Regions from separate parts of the Zea mays genome. Here region 1 is linked to region 2. A link is a contact called in public Hi-C data. All regions are on one chromosome and are shown on one strand. Each heading gives the region's core, a stretch centred on a gene start, on an enhancer-like site or on the middle of the called end of the contact. The rest is flanking DNA. Distances are from core to core; before and after follow the strand shown. Region 1 holds the start of LOC100304354. Region 2 holds the start of LOC100191802 (dolichyl-diphosphooligosaccharide--protein glycosyltransferase 48 kDasubunit).

Evidence for each region. A called contact is a pair of places that touch in the nucleus more often than the background predicts.
Region 1: a contact with region 2 is called in a Hi-C map of ear, with 3 times the contacts expected there. The contact joins the promoter of LOC100304354 here to the promoter of LOC100191802 in region 2. A contact is called at or near these places in 4 of 25 Hi-C or Micro-C datasets (ear, leaf and tassel).

Annotation. Positions count from the first base shown.
Region 1 is chr2:165,684,219-165,688,305 of Zm-B73-REFERENCE-NAM-5.0, reverse strand. It overlaps LOC100304354, which reads right to left and starts at 2,006. Exons shown (of 2, transcript NM_001368191.1): 1 at 1-2,006. The coding sequence starts at 1,751.
Region 2 is chr2:165,452,758-165,457,104 of Zm-B73-REFERENCE-NAM-5.0, reverse strand. It overlaps LOC100191802 (dolichyl-diphosphooligosaccharide--protein glycosyltransferase 48 kDasubunit), which reads right to left and starts at 1,295. Exons shown (of 13, transcript NM_001137227.1): 1 at 973-1,295; 2 at 401-537; 3 at 179-304. The coding sequence starts at 1,252.

The DNA of each region.
Region 1 (4,087 bases), core at 757-3,256, 230 kb before region 2:
TTCTTCGCATCTTCCTCCTTCTCCTGCTTCTCACGCCACATGAACAACGCCACCACCAATGACACCAATGAGAAGATGAGCACACAGGAACCAACAACTGCCAAAGCCACCCTGTAAGATATCCCCCTGTGGTCCATTCTATAATTGGAGCCATAAATTGATCCACAGTCCACATTCAGTGGGTTGCCGCACAGCTTGGCGTTGCCGGAGAAGCTGGAGGCGGCACTCTTCTGGAACGGTCCGAAAACCGGTATGGCGCCACTGAACCGGTTGTTTGACAAATTGACCTCAATCAAGCTCAGCATCCCTCTCATATCACTTGGGATCTGACCGGACATCTCATTGCTTGACAAGTCCAGCATGACCAGCTTATCAAGCCGCCCAAGCTCGTGGGGCAGCGGCCCAGTAAAGTGATTGAAGCTAAGGTTCAGCACAATCTGCAGGCTTTTCACCTTGCCTATCTCAGCTGGAATTTCACCACTGAGGTTGTTGCTACCGAGATGCAGCTCGAGCAGCCGGGTACAGCCCCCGATTCCTGCTGGAATGCCTCCAGAGAACTCATTGTGGTCGAGCAAAAGGAACTGCATCCGTGAGCCGTTGCAGATGCTCTCCGGCAGGCCACCGCGGAACGCATTGTAGCTCAAGTCCAGCTTGCTCAGGTTCCTGCACCGCAGGATGGATTTCGGGAACTCGCCGCAGAGGCCGTTGCCAGACACGATGAGCTCCTGCAGGCTCCTGAGCTCTCCGAGAACATCCGGCACCTCGCCGGCAAGGCGGTTGTACGCCAGATTGAGCAGAGTCAGGTTGGCGCACCGCGCGAACTGCGTGGGGATCCCGCCGGACAGGTCGTTTGTGTTGGCCTCGAAGTACGTGAGGCCGGTGGCGTCCCCGATCGACGCCGGGATGGCGCCGGAGAGGAGGTTGTCGCCGATGCGGACGTTGGAGAGGCCGCGGCACCGGCCGATGGTGTCGGGGATGGTGCCGTTGAGCCGGTTCATGGTGAGGATGAGAACTTGCAGGTTGCCGAGCTCGAAGAGGCTGCTGGGGATGCTCCCCTCGAGGGCGTTGGAGTGGAGGTTGAGAACCTGGAGCTCCGACGAGAGCCCGAGCCCCGGCGGGATCGGGCCGGAGAGCGCGTTCTCGTAGGCGGACAGCACGCGCAAGCCCGGGAGCCGCGCGAGCCAGCCGGGGAGGGAGCCGGTGAGGTTGTTGCCCGAAATCTGCAGCTCCTGGAGCTTCTTGAGGCCCCTGAGATCGTCGGGGATGGCGCCGGAGAGCGCGTTGTTGGAGAGGTTCAGGAACCGGAGCGCGGACGCGCCAGCGAGCGCGGCCGGCACGGCGCCGGTGAGCGCGTTCATTGAGAGGTCGAGGTACTCGAGGCGGGTGAGCGCGCCGAACGCCGGCGAGAGGCCGCCGCTGAGCGAGTTGGCGGAGAGGTCGAGGCGCGCCAGCGCGCGGAGTGCGGCGGCGGCGGCGAAGTCCCCACGGAGCCCCCGGCGCGGCAGCTCGATCGCGGTGACCACGCCACCGGCCCCCGCGGCTGCGCAGGTGACGCCGCGCCACGCGCAGTGGTCCGCACCCGGGCCCCAGCCTGGCGGCGCCAGGTCCCGCCGCAGCGCCTGCATTGCCGCGGCATCCCCGCCGTCGCCGGCTCCCCCGGTGCCGTCCGCTGCCCCCGGTGTCGAGAAGCACGCCGAGAGAAGGGCCAGGAAGAGGAAGCTGTGGCGGTAGCAGGGGGAAGAGGAAGGCATTTGGGGTGGGGCTTCCTCTTGGCTCGGGGCGAGGCAGCGGTGGTGGTGCCCAGGCCTGCTTTTCTCTGTGGTTTTGGGTGGGTAGCCTGGTAGGGAAGGGGGAGAGAGAGGCTGAGAGGGGGCACGGGCACGGCACACCACGCGGCGACAGGGGCCGTGGCTACTGTACTGCCGCTGCGCTGCCGCTGCCGCCGCCGCTCACTCTCCCACTCGCACTTGCACTCCGTGAGGGGGAGAAGAAAGTGGAGAGGAGAGAGAGGAAACAAAGCCGGAAAGGTAGTTGTGCTCGGTGCATTCTAGTACCCAGAGACCAGAGAGAGTGTGCGCGTGCGAAATGGCAATGGATGTTACCCCGGCAAGACAGACTAGGCGCGTGATTGGTTGCCCGGATGAGGGCTGGCGACCGACTCCTCTGTCTTAAAGTTAGGTGGCTGGCGTGTGGGGTCAGGCCACAGCAGGCCCACACGTCATCTCTCGGCGGCAGCAATGTCCACGGATCTCGTCGGGAGGGCTGGGCCAGGTGTAGGAGATGCACTCCCGGATGAGGGCAGGCGACCCTAATCATGTTGTTTGGGTGTCTAACTCTACATGTTTTTGACCTTGTGCAGCAAAGGAGCTTCAATCTTGTTGACCTCGTATCTGATTGCTTCACACCCGCGTGGTACATCCTGGAAGCTTTGCTTCCCATTCAGTCCCTCTCCATATTTCTTCTTCATTTTGTGGTTGTCTTCTGGTTATTTGCTTACAATTTTTGAGGTAGCTCCTTTGATCATGAGTGATACTACATGCTATTAGATTGCAAGTTGCCTTTGTTGTTAATTTATCAAATTAATCCGAACACATGTGTTATGGTCTATGTTGTTTGTTACAAGTCGTCGGAGGAGCATCCTTCGGGATGTGGCATTCATGGCTTGAAAAATGTTATTTTCATTAGTGCATATGAACTGTTTGATCCCTCATGTTAGTGCTTGCTCTGACCTGATGCCTCAGTATTACTATACTCTAGATGGACCACGAACTCTGTCGTCGACGTGTTGCTAGCCTTGTTGTGTGTATTGCTGCTTGTTTTGTTTTGTGGTATAGAAGGTGTGTCGGTGAGGCTCGTATCATTACCTTTGCCTAACCATATTCCTAGCTATTTTTTGTTTAGTACTTACTCTTCATTTCACCCATAGGACCACCCTAAGGATGTTGAGTACCTCAATACTCCCCTAGAGCACTACATGCCTATGCAAATCGTCTTTGGTAGTGGCCAGGCAACTAGCAGATTTTCCATGGGGTCTAATGAGAGCTTTAGCCAATGTACTAGGGTCACATGGGCTCTAGATTGTGGGGTGAGTGGTGGGCAAGCCCAACCCATTAACCTTGATGGTGCTAAAGGGGAGTCCAGTCGGATGGGATGTGACAAGGAGAAGTAACCTAGTCAGCCATCCGAGCCCATCAACTTGAAGATGAAGAGGTCTAGTGAAAGATGACTACTTACTGATGTTGGGCATGACAGAGGTTGTTGGTAAGGTGGTTGAGGCTCTGGTGGCTCCTTAAAACAATGAGCTCCACCCTGGCCTGTATGGTGACCACTGAAGTATTCTCAAACGAGGCTCTCATGTTTGCACTTTGCTACCTCCTACAGAACAAGGCTAAAGGCCTTTGCTTTGTGCAAATGAAAAAGGAACACCGGGTTGTTAACTAGATCGTCCTTCTGTTGATTTGTGGTGCAAACGTTGAATACCCTAAGTCCTGGTTTGGCAACTAATTTTTGTATAGCATAGGAGGCTGGTGATGTGATAGTTCTTCTGCACTAAATATGAGACATAAACATGTTCAAGTGTTGTTTTGGTGGTGCTTTGCATTGCTGGGCTGCTGTTCAAATTACTTGCTTGTGATGTGTTTGGTACATGGATGTTACTGTTGTTATTGTTATGTTGTTGTTTAGATTACTTGCCTATGAGATGTTTGGTACATGACTGTTATACCTGATGATGCATAACCATGGAACCCCTATTATTTGTTGCACATTTGTTGCTTCTGCTATTTATCCTCGTGTCACCAATCTCACCCTATACTGAATTCTTTTCCAGTTCTTTAACCTATTTTGTTCCTCCTGAATTCTTTCTAATGGTTCCATGGGCTGTTCGAATGACTTGTGGTACCAAAACTGAGGCAAAACATTTGTTCTTATTTTCATGCACCTTATCAGTTGTCACTCATTATTTGTTGCCTATATTCGTGTATTATGTGTCCTACTTGAACAGTTTAACCTCTCATGTTAATTTTTATGGTAGGCAGGAAAAAAGAAGATTCAAATGAGAAGATTTGAAGATTTTTCGTACTAGAAT
Region 2 (4,347 bases), core at 46-2,545:
TTGCTTATATATGAAATTATGGATACAATGAAGCCCCATGCGAAAAACAGAGCTGTCTATTGATAAATTCAGAATAAGAGTGCAGACAAAGATTCAGCCTCAACTTGGTTTAATCCAATGAACTAGAAAATGTGTAAAAGGTTAGAGGGTTATGAAGATTCTTAGCGTCACTACTAACCTCAATCTTTTTAGACCCCAGTATGACATCTGACTGAATAAGATCATCACCAACAATCAAGGTGTGATCGCCTTCAACATCCATAGCGGCATAGTTAATGTGGTCAATAACCATTGCCTCTGGATCCTGAAATCATCAAGACACAAACTGTTGGCTCACTGAGGTCAACAGAAATGTTACTGTAGGAAGATGTCAGGCCAGTATGCCACAGAAAATACTTGCCTCATCAAAATCAACCCCACACTCTGTCGCAATGCCACGAATAAGATCAGAGGCAGAGGAATCTGCCGCCAGGATCATATCAAGCCCAGCATCAATAAATTCAAGGACTGCGTTCTGGTCCACTGATCCACCAAAACCTGCCATGGAATAAAGACTGGCTTTAGAAACAAATAGGGTTGAATCAACTACTACATCATCATGGGCAGAGATCAAGGGACATTCAGTAGTTTAGTCGAACAAAGAGCTGTAATAATCTAATCAATCTCGGTGGGAAGTAATTGATACCCCTAAGGTCCGCTGCTTTCAACTAGAACAAACTGACCACGGTCAATTTTCAGGTGAGCCTTGTTGCATGAATCCTCCGGTCACGGGAAACTGTACTCCGAAAATCCCGAATTTGCCCCTACCCGCAACATATCACAGAACCACACCAATCCACGAGCACGGATCAGATCAGAAAAGCAGTCAGACTCCGCAACAAATGATCTCTATTCCCGTCCAATCTATCACCAGAACACCCCGACAAACACAGATCGTATCTCCAACAGGCGAGGCAGGAAATGAACGATTACGTGGGGTGGAGGGGGCGAACAGCACGAGGCCATCGTAGAGGTACTGGCCGTAGCGGTGCAGCGAGAGCTTGGGGTCGTCGGCGAGGCGGAATTCGAGATCGAACCCGCGCGCCTGGAGCGAGCCGAAGAAGGCCGAGTGCGACGACCGCACGGCCAGGTCGTCCAGCAGGACCAGCAGCCGGCGCCCGCGGGGCCCCTCTTCGAGGCCCTCCACAGCCTCGAGCGCGAGAAGGGACACGAAGGCAGCGGCGAGGAGGAGGATGTGGCGCCGCGTCGCCATTGTTGAGCAGATCTCGGGGCTGGGGGAGTGGCGCAGCAGCCAGCAGCGACGGAGACGACAACTCGGAGAGGAGCGCAAGTGTGGCAAGGAGAGGAAGGGAGCCGTCTAGGCCGTCCGATTGGAGATCGAATGGCTCGGAGCCCCGGATCGAGTTCGAGCTTTGCTGCGGTTCCGAAGCAAAGGGTCTGTCTCTGACAGTCAGTCCCACGTGAGACAGGTAGCTGTTTTCATTTTCTTTATTTGCGTAATTTGATTATATAATAATTAAAATACCTAATAAAAACACAATGCATTGAATAATCGAAACATAGTTTCTGATACAATGCACGGTAAATCAAGTGGAACCAGGTATATGCAAAAACTTGGAATTGAAAACTAAATATTACATCATCAGCCGCACTATGATCGGTGATCGCTGTCACGGTCAACAAGATGATAATCTATTACGGTATTTTATCTCTATAAATTGTAGCTGCAGTAATACAAACAGCACCTACGGCTGCCAGGCAACCGTACATATTATTAATTATCTATACTACTTTATTAAAAGTATAATGTGTGTGACTCCGCGCTATCATGCCCTCGCCCGGGTGCGTTTCCGCCCTCGCTCGTGATCCCTTCGCCTGCCTCCTCTGCCGCGAACACCCCCTACCAACGGATGTCCGCCACTGTCGCGCGGACCTGTTGTTGTGGAGCATACTTCACCATGCGCATGACCTCTTTGAAAGTCGCCTAGAGGGGGTGAATAGGCAAATCTGAAATTTACAAACTTAAAGCACAACTACAAGCCGGGTTAGCATTAGAATTAAAACCGAGTCCGAAAGAGAGGGCGAAAACAAATCAACCAAAGAAATAGAGCGGATGACACGGTGATTTGTTTTACCGAGGTTCGGTTCTTGCAAACCTAGTCCCCATTGAGTTGGTCACAAAGACCGGGTCTCTTTCAACCCTTTCCCTCTCCCAAACGGTCACCTAGACCGAGTGAGCTTTCTTCCTTGATTTCCCGGGTCACTTAGACCCCGCAAGGACCACCACATAATTGGTGTCTCTTGCTTCGCTTACGAGGCTTTGAGAGTAAGAATGAGAGAAAGAAGAAAGCCAATCAAGCAACAAAAGCAACAAAAGAACACAAGTCGATCTTCTCACAAGTCCTAAAAACTAGAGTTGAATTGTGGACTTTGATTTGATCGGAGGCTTTGATTTGTGTCTTGGAGTGTTGTGTATTGCTCTTGTATTGAATGGGGAGTAGTGAATATTTGGATGCCTTGAGTTGTGGTGGTTGGGGGTATTTATAGCCCCAACCACCAAAACAGTCGTTGGGGAGGGCTGCTGTCGATGGGCGCACCGGACACTGTCCGGTGCACCACCCACGTCACCCAACCGTTAGGGTTCTGACGATTTCGACCGTTGGAGCTCTAACAGCTTGGGCCACCGGACAGTCCGGTGCCTAACCGGACAGTTACTGTTCACTGTCCGGTGCGCCTTATGGCGCTGCTCTGACTCTGCGCACACTGTTCACGTTGTCAGCCGACCGTTGGAGTCGACTGTTGCGCTGGCGACCGTTGCTTCGCTTGGCACACCGGACAGTCCGGTGAATTTATAGTGGAGTGGCCGCGCAGAAAACCCGAAGGTGAAGAGTTCGAGTCGATCGCCCTTGGTGCACCGGACACTGTCCGGTGGCACACTGGACAGTCTGGTGCGCCAGACCAGGGTTCTCTTCGGTTTCTTTTGCTCCTTTCTTTTGAACCCTAACTTGTATCTTTTTATTGGTTTGTGTTTAACCTTTAGCACCTGTAGAACATATAATCTAGAGCAAACTAGTTAGTCCAATTATTTGTGTTGGGCATTTCAACCACCAAAATCATTTAGAAAAAGGTTTGACCCTATTTCCCTTTCAATCTCCCCCTTTTTGGTGATTGATGCCAACACAAACCAAAGCAAATATATAAGTGCAGAATTGAACTAGTTTGCATAATGTAAGTGCAAAGGTTGCTTGGAATTAAACCAATTTTATACTTATACTAGATATGTCTGGATTGCTTTCTTTTAACATTTTTTACCACAATTGCACCATTTGTTTTGTTTCTGCAAATTCTTTTTGGAAAATCTTTTCAAAATCTTTTTGCAAATAGTCAAAGGTACATGAATAAGATTTCGAGAAGCATTTTCAAGATTTGAAATTTTTCTCCCCCTGTTTTAAATGCTTTTCCTTTGACTTAAACAAAACTCCCCCTCAATAAAATTCTCCTCTTAGTGTTCAAGAGGGTTTTAGATACTAATTTTTGAAAGTGGTCATATCAATTTGAAATATATCAAAAATAAGATACCAATTGAAAGATTTCTTTCTAAAATAAGATATCAATTGAAATTCTTTTGTACTAATTACAAATTTCCTTAAAAACTTTTGAAATTTGTGGTGGTGCGGTCCTTTTCCTTTAGACTAATACTTTCTCCCCCTTTGGCATGAATCACCAAAAATGGATACTTTGTGAGTGAAATATGAGCCCTTTTACTTTATCCCCAATGGTACAAATACAATATGAGTGAAGATTATCCCAAAGTGAGAGTGGTGTGGAGTGACGACGAAGGGTAAATGATACCGGTAGAGTGGAGTGGAAGCTTTGTCTTCGCCGAAGACTCTATTTCCCTTTCAATCTATGACTTATCATAAAATACACTTGAAAACATATGAGTTAGCAAATATGAAAGAGATATGATCAAAGGTATATAAATGAGCGATGTGTGCAAAGTGTCAATCAAAGTTCCTAGAATCAAGAATGTTTAGCTCATGCCTGAGTTTGGTAAAGGTTTTCTCATCTAATGGTTTGGTAAAGATATTGACTAATTGTTCTTTGGTGCTCACATAGGCTATCTCGATATCCCTCCGTTGTTGGTGATCCCTCAAAAAGTGATACCGAATGGCTATGTGCTTAGTGCGGCTGTGTTCAACGGGATTATCCGCCATGCGGATTGCACTCTCATTATCACATAGGAGAGGGACTTTGCTCAATTTGTAGCCATAGTCCCTAAGGGTTTGCCTCATCCAAAGCAATTGCGCGCAACAATGGCCTGCGGCAATATACTCGGCTTCGGTG